Regions from separate parts of the Anser cygnoides genome. Here all the other regions are linked to region 1. Evidence: chromatin contacts called from public Hi-C data. All regions are on one chromosome and are shown on one strand. Each heading gives the region's core, a stretch centred on a gene start, on an enhancer-like site or on the middle of the called end of the contact. The rest is flanking DNA. Distances are from core to core; before and after follow the strand shown. Region 1 overlaps QKI (QKI, KH domain containing RNA binding). Region 2 overlaps LOC136790427 (a long non-coding RNA gene). Region 3 overlaps PACRG (parkin coregulated).

Evidence for each region. A called contact is a pair of places that touch in the nucleus more often than the background predicts.
Region 2: a contact with region 1 is called in a Hi-C map of liver, with 2.5 times the contacts expected there. The contact joins two enhancer-like sites. A contact is called at or near these places in 2 of 7 Hi-C or Micro-C datasets (both in liver).
Region 3: a contact with region 1 is called in a Hi-C map of liver, with 2.4 times the contacts expected there. The contact joins two enhancer-like sites. A contact is called at or near these places in 2 of 7 Hi-C or Micro-C datasets (both in liver).

Annotation. Positions count from the first base shown.
Region 1 is chr3:48,764,289-48,767,088 of Taihu_goose_T2T_genome, reverse strand. QKI (QKI, KH domain containing RNA binding) reads left to right here. Exons shown (of 9, transcript XM_066994140.1): 7 at 735-1,031. Among named protein-coding and RNA genes, the nearest start is that of QKI, 140 kb to the left of the region's middle. Within about 2 kb of position 1,523, at least 2 of the 3 cell types and tissues checked have open chromatin away from gene starts, as enhancers often do. A contact at or near this core is called in liver, where this site is marked.
Region 2 is chr3:48,632,085-48,635,188 of Taihu_goose_T2T_genome, reverse strand. All of the region lies in intron 4 of LOC136790427 (a long non-coding RNA gene), which reads left to right. Among named protein-coding and RNA genes, the nearest start is that of QKI, 270 kb to the left of the region's middle. Within about 2 kb of position 1,733, at least 2 of the 3 cell types and tissues checked have open chromatin away from gene starts, as enhancers often do. A contact at or near this core is called in liver, where this site is marked.
Region 3 is chr3:48,958,347-48,961,352 of Taihu_goose_T2T_genome, reverse strand. The region is part of intron 5 of PACRG (parkin coregulated); the gene reads left to right. Among named protein-coding and RNA genes, the nearest start is that of QKI, 53 kb to the right of the region's middle. Within about 2 kb of position 1,737, at least 2 of the 3 cell types and tissues checked have open chromatin away from gene starts, as enhancers often do. A contact at or near this core is called in liver, where this site is marked.

The DNA of each region.
Region 1 (2,800 bases), core at 274-2,773:
TCTTACCAGCTGATCTGTGTTAGTGTTTAAGAAGTTGTTCCTATAGTATGCTGACAGGCTTCAAATAATTAAATATGCAAGCACTGTGCAAGACGAAACAAAAAAGCAAGACTGTAGTAATCTTCTGTGACAAAGAACATGTTATATTTGGGGAAAATTGATGTGAAAAACATTTAGAGTATGTCATTCATGCTACAGTAGGAGCGGAGATGCATTGTTTTTCCAGATCCTCTTTAACTTCACTGATCCTGGAAACTGGAATTGTATATATGTTTAAATACAATATAAGAGATACAAAACTGTAGAACTCATACAGTAGCTCTGCATAACTGAGTATCTGTGGACTCTATAGTTGCACTACATTTTGTACTCTGTATTTGATTATGAAGTATTTTCCTTGTATCTCCTGCATGCATCTCAGTCTCATGCAGTCTTTATAGCATAAATGAAGAAATGTGGTCTAAATGGAGCTTTTGTGCTGTGTAACCTGTTTGAGAAATCTACCTCACTGTTTTACAATGGCTTTTTTATTTTGCATGTTCATACTTAATCACACTGGAAAATGGAAAGCTGTTTGCATTTGAATGGTGTGCTTTGGCACTGTGTGATCAGCGCATGTACTAATGATTTCCTTTTATTTTTCTTCTTTCCTACTTTTCCCCTTTTTTCCCATTCTTTCCACGTTTTGTACTGCTATCTCCATACTTTCCTCTGAATTTCTTTGCTTACTGTAGCAGCCCTTGCCTTTTCTCTTGCAGCAACAGCCCAGGCTCCAAGGATCATTACTGGGCCTGCGCCTGTTCTCCCACCAGCTGCCCTGCGTACTCCTACGCCAGCTGGCCCTACCATAATGCCTTTGATCAGACAAATACAAACCGCTGTCATGCCAAACGGAACTCCTCATCCCACCGCTGCAATAGTGCCACCAGGACCTGAAGCTGGTTTAATTTACACCCCGTACGAATACCCCTACACGCTGGCACCAGCTACATCAATCCTTGAGTATCCTATTGAACCTAGTGGTGTATTAGGTAAGACTCTTATCTGCACATGACTGGAGAATACATTGCATATGCTTTCATGATATTTGCATATAGAGGTCATGCGTCTCAAAGGAAAAAAAAAAAAGAAGCTATATTCCTATCTCAGAGATATCAAAATTGCCTAGGAAAATTATTCCAATGGTGTAACTCAAACATTTTAACATGTTTTGCGTTGTGAAACGTGTTTAGTGTATTAGTAAGATTATTGAAAACAAAATCTTAATGTTTGTGTGACACTAGATGGTGGATACATAGACAAGAAAAAAAAAAAAACAACAGACATTGACATCTATTGTATGTAATTTGTTCTCCAGTAAATACCTGACTTGCTTGTGGTGTCTTCAGCATAAATTAATTTCCAGTTATCTTTGGAAGAGAGAACTTTCTATTTTGCTGTATCTTTTTAGTAGCCAAAGTGGAGAGAATTGAAAGGTGTTTTTTTCAGTTTGCTTAGGTTTTTGCTTCTACATTTAGAACACATCTGATCAATCTCTCCTCAGTGTTGGAAAGCTGTTAATCATTTTGTAAGCAGAAAATAATTTCAGTGAATAAATATATAAAGGAAACTTAAGTTCTGAGCAAAGGATGGTACAATCAGCAACTTTACTGATGGCTTATTTTATATACATTGGATTGAAATGTCCGTCATTCCTAACATTTCAGGCCATTGGCTTGCTGTATGAGGGAGAGAATGATAAAGCAGCCGTGACAATTTAGTTAACTGGTCAATATGGAACAAGCAGTTCCAATAGTTTCTTCTTTCCCTACGCTCTGCAGAATATAAATAATCTTTTCTCTTTAGTTTGTTCTGAACTGCATATGACCTTGGTGCTGCATGATGTTGATTTTATAGTACTTTGATCTTAGTTTGTTCAGTGGCAGTTATTGATTTATGCAGATTCTAAACATCTCTAATGAACACTGGACAATAAGGTTCAAAGTCAATATTTTGTTGAAAGTATCACAAAAAAAATCAGTGTTTCACTTAAACAGTGAATAGTTGTGTTTTCTGTATGTGTGCATTGTACAGTCAAAAAGAAAATGTATTTCAGACTTTTACCTTTCAGAATTAGTGAGCCACTAACAAAATTTTAGTAGGGCAGAAGTATGTAGTAGGTCTGTCTTTGAGCAACTTACAGCTGTTTTCCATTATCCCATAGCCAACATCTACGGACCATGTGATAACGTCATCATTCTTTTATTTCCCACAAGCATGTACATGCTCTCCCCAGCTTCCCCACCCCCAATCTGTGAGTCCGTACTGGCACTTGCAATATCTCCTGGAGTAATGTTGCAGTTACAGGCGTCGTCGTCACAGTAGCTATCAGTTGCTGGTTAGTTAGTGGCAGTGCCCTTTCTTGAATTTGGTTAATATCAAGTAAAGAAATACATCATTCCATTGTAATATATTAATATATGATGCAGGGAACTTTCATTGATTTCTCACAGAATTCTATATAAAAAGGGAGGAGGGGAGAATTACTCCTGAAATGGTAGCTAAAGCTAAAACAGATCTCTCTAAATAAACTTTCCTAAAAAAAGGGAAAAGACAGGAAAAAAATCACCGCACCCCTGTTTATGTAGCACAGAATCGATGACTAATACATCTGCTCTATAATCTGAGCAATTGCATAGAGAATTGAATTAAATGAGGTTTTGGTTGAGTTCTGCCTTATAATACACTCACGCTCATAAACAATATGCTATATTTTGTCCATTTTCTTGTGGACTTCTAAGATGTCTTAAAATAGTTCTGT
Region 2 (3,104 bases), core at 484-2,983, 130 kb after region 1:
TTCTTAAGCCCCTGACTTGAAACAAGCCAAAACCGCTTCCTCAAGTTTTCTTAGCTATAAAACAGGGAGAAGATGGATCTGTCCTTATAAAACTTGGTTCTAAGTGCAGTTAAAAAGCATCTTGTCATGGCAGTATTTTTCCACTCTTGGCACTAACTGTTCTTTCTTATTTCTGTTTCTTAAAGCAATTTCATGCCTAGATAAAATACAGTCATTTTTCTGTGTTGCATGTAGTAGAGTAGCCACTCTTGAGCAGACCAAATATATTTTGTTCCCTCCATGTCCTCGCTGCAATACAAAATAGCAAAAGTAATTAGTCTGCAGTATGGATGAATTGATTAGATTTTTCAGCTTTGGGAACAGATACACTTTAAAATGAGAGCCTCTGGAGCGATATCTCCCTCCCTTGTACGGAAGTTGACTGGAACTCACAACAGAACTGTATTCCTGATTTTTCTGTCTTTAATTTACTGTGCAATTTAACTGAAGCATTTAAGCTCCCTGGCCTCGATTTATCATCAACCCTGTGCGCTTGGTTTCACCTGGGCAAAAACAGAACTGTGCAGAGCAGAGGTTCAGCACACAGTGACTATGTGGTGGCTCTTGGAGCTGTAGGGGTGCTCTGGGTTGGGAAGCAGAGGGGTTAGTGGTGCCCAGGCCGTGATGTGGGTCTGCTGTTTCTGCTGGAGCATGAAGGGCTGTGAGCACCTTGTGTGAGGGAGACCCAGGCCAGCACTTTCCTGCTCTGGGAGGTGTGTAAGGGGGGGGGGGGATGAGCCTTGCAGATGTGCTCTGCAGCTCAAGTGATGCCTTGGTACTTGAGGATTTTTGGATAAGAAGTGCAATTAAGTCCTGGCATTATTCTGTAACTTGCAAATGGTCAAAACTCTTCTTAAACCCAGATTTAATTAACTTTATTTTAAACAAAGATTGTTATAAGACCTTTATTTGCCAAGTTTCACTTCAGGCCAAGCATTTGCAAAGTGGAGTTTTATGCACTCTTGAAATTTGTGGTTTGCAATGGAAAAAACAGCAGAGTTTTATATCAGCATTAACAGACACTCAGGATAATTGAAAATACTGGCCATTGCCAAAAATTGAATCATAAGAGTTTTTAACAGATTTTTTTTCTGTTCCTTTCACTTTAGTGACAGAGATTATTCTTGAATTCAAACCTGAGCCACACATCTACTTTCCCCCTCCTGCACCTTCTGCCCACAAGCTTGGGGTGACAATACAGTCCCCCAAATCGAGAACTGCAGTATTTCCACCAGCTTTCCCTGCATAATGATGTGTGAGTTATAAATGTCCAAGGATGTTTTAGAACACCCTGTTTCTCAGGTCAGGCAGTGCGATGCCCTTTGAAAATCCCTATGTCAGGGAAGAAAGGCAGAGGGGAGGCGGGAGGGATACTCATGTTTCACAAAGTCCACAAACTGCAGCCAGACTCAAAAGCGCTTAAACACAGCCTGACTGCAAAAGGAATTCAATATTCCATTCTCCAGAGTGAATGACTCTGATCAAAGGAGCTGCTTCTGAAAAGACAAACTCTCTCCTGTCCCCTTCACTTGCAGGCTTGAAGGAAAAAGTATGAAAGATTGCTGTGCCACGGGAACTGCCAACCCCCATTTCCATGGAGAAAATCCTTTTTTTTCTTTTTTTCCCTTTTCTGTCAACAATCCCTTTTAATATCAAAAATACTAGTGTTTATTTTTAAAAAGGGAAACACTTTACTATACTTGTACTGCAAAGCTGTCTTCAAAAATGCTAGGGCAAACCCAGGGTAGGAAAAAAATAAATCCATCATGCACTGCTGCTAAGCAGCCCTAAAAAGAGCTGCAAGTACAGTCTCTGGCTGGACAGTGGGACAGTGCAGAGGTAGGACTCCGTGCCTGCCCCTGTACTCCCACCCACGCCATAATTCCTGCGCTCTTCCCCAGGCAGCTGCTGCTGCTGTTGTCAGCGTAGGGCCAGCTATCAGGAGAGGCAGACCTTTGGTTTGACAGAGGACAGGTGTCATGTTGACTTGTCCTGGTAAACACAGAACAAGGCATTGCGCCCTGCCCCGTGATCTGTCCCCCGGAGGACTCATCCTGCACAGTTAGCTTATGGGAGCTGATAAGGCTGTCAGCGCTGAGCGTCCTCCCTAGGAGCATCCCGCTCTCCCTGCAGAGCAGCTGCTGCCCAAGGAAGCCCACTGCACCCATGGCCATCTCTGTGGCCAGCTCCATGTCTCAGGCCGAGAGCTCCAGCAGTAGAAATGGCTCTGTGTGGGGAGCCGGGCCTGGTCCTCCAGGCCTCAGAAGGACCCTTAGAGAGGTTTGCATTCAAAATGCCACTGCCGCAACCATAAAAGCGTAAAACTGCATCAGATCAAATAGTCATAATTATAGCAAGCATACGAGACAAAACCCGTTGTCATTTATCTCTCTGGGGACACCACACTTTTTGTTTGAGCCCTATTATTGGTGAAGTATGAGTTCTAAAATTATAATAATTAAAATGATGATTATAAAGTGTCAGGGATTTTTTTTTTTTATAGCTGAGAACAGTCTGTTCATTACTGAAGCAAAGATTTGGCTTTAAATTCACATCAGTTTAAAAAACAGCCAGAGGGGGAGCATTGATGTGAATGCAGAGAGCGTGTCTGAGTGCTGAGGCCCCTTCTTGTGCTGCAGACTGGTTCCCCCTTCTCCACTGGGTGTGGAGAAGAAGGCACCTGTGGTGAGTGAGGGGACAGCCCTGGACAATGTGTCCCTGCTTGAATTTCCAGGGGCCTGCTGGTGATTTCTGCTGCTCGGTGGGGCTGCTGGGTTGTGTGAATGGACAATATGTCATCCCCATTTTCTGGAATAAAAGGCTGAGGATGAAAAATTGAAGAAAACCACTAGACACATCAACAACTGCAGCACAGGAGACCCTTACTCTCACGTGCCCCCTCAGTTTCTCCCTTTACATTACGTGTCTTCTGGAGCTGCTTCCCGTCACGAAGTCTGGTGTCTGTCTCGGGCAGGACCTGGGCTGCTCCTGGCCAGGGCAGCAGCCTTTGCCAAAGGTGGTTATGCATCTTGGGGTTAGCTGGCTTTGAGCTTTGCATGTTGCCA
Region 3 (3,006 bases), core at 488-2,987, 190 kb before region 1:
AAGCTTTGCTCAGAACAAGATGGAAAGAATGCAGCAAGCTATACAGGAGAGCTTTCATACCCCACATTCCTCAAGTTGCTCTTCTTCAGATTACTACTTCATAATTCAAAAAGACACAACAAGATGCAAAGATTGTTTGGGACAGCTGTCTGCTGTTTTCTTTCTGTTCAGCTGTAGGCTGATAGTGGTAGCGTGTCCTCACCTGACTGTGTGCCCCAGGATACAGGAGTGCCTTGTTGGCATATCAGGATAGAGTCTCCTTAAGCATCACTTTACAAGACTGAACTGCTGTACAACAGGAGTAAGTTCCCTATGACTTTAGATACTTGCTGTTTTTGCATGTAACTTCATGTCTCCAAGCATTATGGCTTTTCTTATAAATCTGTCTGTGATGTAAGAAGATCTCAGGCATTCAGCTCATTGTGCTGGATGCTGCTGGGCCATTTGCTTTCTTCATACCTGGCACCCTTTTGAATTACAGGTCAGGCAACACAAGGTTACATGTGTAAGGTAAAGAAGGATGAGTGCTTTCCAGTTAGAGTCATTAATGAAATAGTTCTCCCTCTTCACTTATCTTTCTTCACATTTAATGCATTGAAAATTTTGAAAAACATAAATAAGACAGTTTTTTGAGAGAATTAAAAAGCAGTCTGTATATGATGTATATGAAGTTCTTATATTGCTTTCTAAAAGCTTCAGCTTTCACGGGTCAAAAGCTGTGAACCTGCAGAAACACCACACCTAGGGGACAGGATTTTCCTTCTCTTTTATCTGCCTTGCATTCTTGTAGGTAAGGAATAAAAAATATATATATATTACATTTTAGTTGTATCAAAAAATTACTTTTTTTTGTTTGTTTGAAAAGCTTTATAAATTCAAATGTAAGCTTTTCTTAATGAAAAATAAATAGCTGTCAACTAGTTTTCATAAGAATTTATTTTATGTCCTTCTGTTGTTCATTAAAATATGCAAATTCATGTCTTGGTACGGTCATTATTTTTTATTTGTCATATGCATTGATCCAATTGGAAAATCACAGAAAGAAACAGTAATCAGATTACCGATTATGGGATATTACTTTCTCTGTCTGGTTTCAGGACAAGTCACTACTTTCTAGTTACAGAGCTATCTGTCCTTTAAACTGAATAAATTCTGCCCTTGTCCCACAGCGATGAAATAAATCTTCACCCATCTACACAGTCATTCATAGCTTACATCTCCTTGTCCCTTCTCAAATCACTGCTAAAACACCACCAATTGACTTTGGGTTCTTGCTTATTTCACTTAACTAGGGAAGAGGAAAACTAGAAAACTGGCAACTTCAGGCATATCTAGCAGCTTGCTCCCATAATTCTGATGGGAAATTTTTAATATAGTGACCCATTTTTATATGGTTGCTTTCCAGTGGCAATAAAGAGCTCACCATTCCATTACAAGGTTACAAAAGCTGTCATCGAGGTCATTTAGTTGACAATTAAATTTTTGATGGGCCAGCTATACCAAATGGGGTCCTTAAATGATAACAGTTTTGAGTAGCATTTTTAGATACAACAAATTCCATTAGTATATCACAGATGTACAAAAATATCTATTAACACAGAGTAATGAATTACTACTGAGCTTTTTGCTGTAAGGAAAAAATAAAAATACTTTCCCTCAAAATAGTTTTGGTTACATAAAATAATTTTGGTTACATAAATAAAAATATTCCAAGAGGGGAAGAAGAGCGGAAGGAGGACAGGTTGTCAAGCATCATGATTTTAAGTATGAATGAACTCGATAAAAATTGGCTGTTATAGCATTACATTTTATACTGAAATCAGTGATCCTGAAAGCATTTTGGGACTTTCAGCTTTGTCACTTTTAATTACTTTTAAAAATAAATTATGTTTATTACACACACATAAACACACATTTATTTCCCATAGTTTTAATTCCTTTTGCATTAATTGTGCCATAGTTGGATGAGAAGCTAGTGTGACAAGCAGATGTATTTCACATCAGAGCAGCAAAGCTATGCAAATTTTGCACTCACAAACATGTTTTCCATTAAAAAAAAAATATTTGCTTTGTACTAGTTTACATATGATTTGAAGAACATCAGATTCACATAAGTGGTGCAACTCTTGTTGCACTTTAAGCATGATTTGTGGCCTAATTTTGCAACAGTAAACAGCGTACCAAGGCCACAGAGATCTCAGACTCCAGTTTCAGTTCCCCTGTTGTGCATGCTGTTTATCTAAGATTATTTAACACTACTTTGTTTGATATTGATCACTAGCACAAACACAGACAAACTTCAAAGTCAAAATTCATTGGAGAAGTTTAAATGCTTATAGAGGAAAAATGTAGAATAATCTTTTCTTCTTTTTTACCTCATTGGTCAAACGTATTTGCTAATATCATTTGTTACAGAATCTGTGATTTCTACATTTTTTAGTTCAACTTTAAAAAAAAAGTCTAGACTTAGAATGGATTACATCTGATGTTGCTAACATTTCCTGGAAATGGAAAACTGTGATAACAGCTGCTGTCTTGGCTCATTTTCAGTTGTTTTTTGGTGGATTTTTTTAAAATTTTTTTTGTTTGTTTTTTTTTTTTGCTTTTGATGGTGTGGGGTTTTTTTTTGTACTGCAGCAATCTACAAGTAGTTACAGCTATCTACAGTAGGCTTGCGTCATTAGTAAAACATTGTAAGTCAGTCGAATGTTTCCTTTCCAATCTGAGTGCTTCCTCTTACTGAATTGTTGACTTTCTGAATAGTATTTACAGTAACAACACTTGCATTCTAAAATAAATGCTAATTTATGAAATAAGCTAAAAGCTAGCTGCATACGGAAGATAACAGTAGAAAGAATCTATATTTTATGTTAAAATTCAATGCCTCTAATGAGAATTTTAAAAATCTTGTAAGCATCTTATTTGGACAGACGATACCCAGCAAATTTATATCAAATGTATAAAGTGTTTTGTTGGTTGTTTTTTGTTTTTGTTTTATAAAACTTA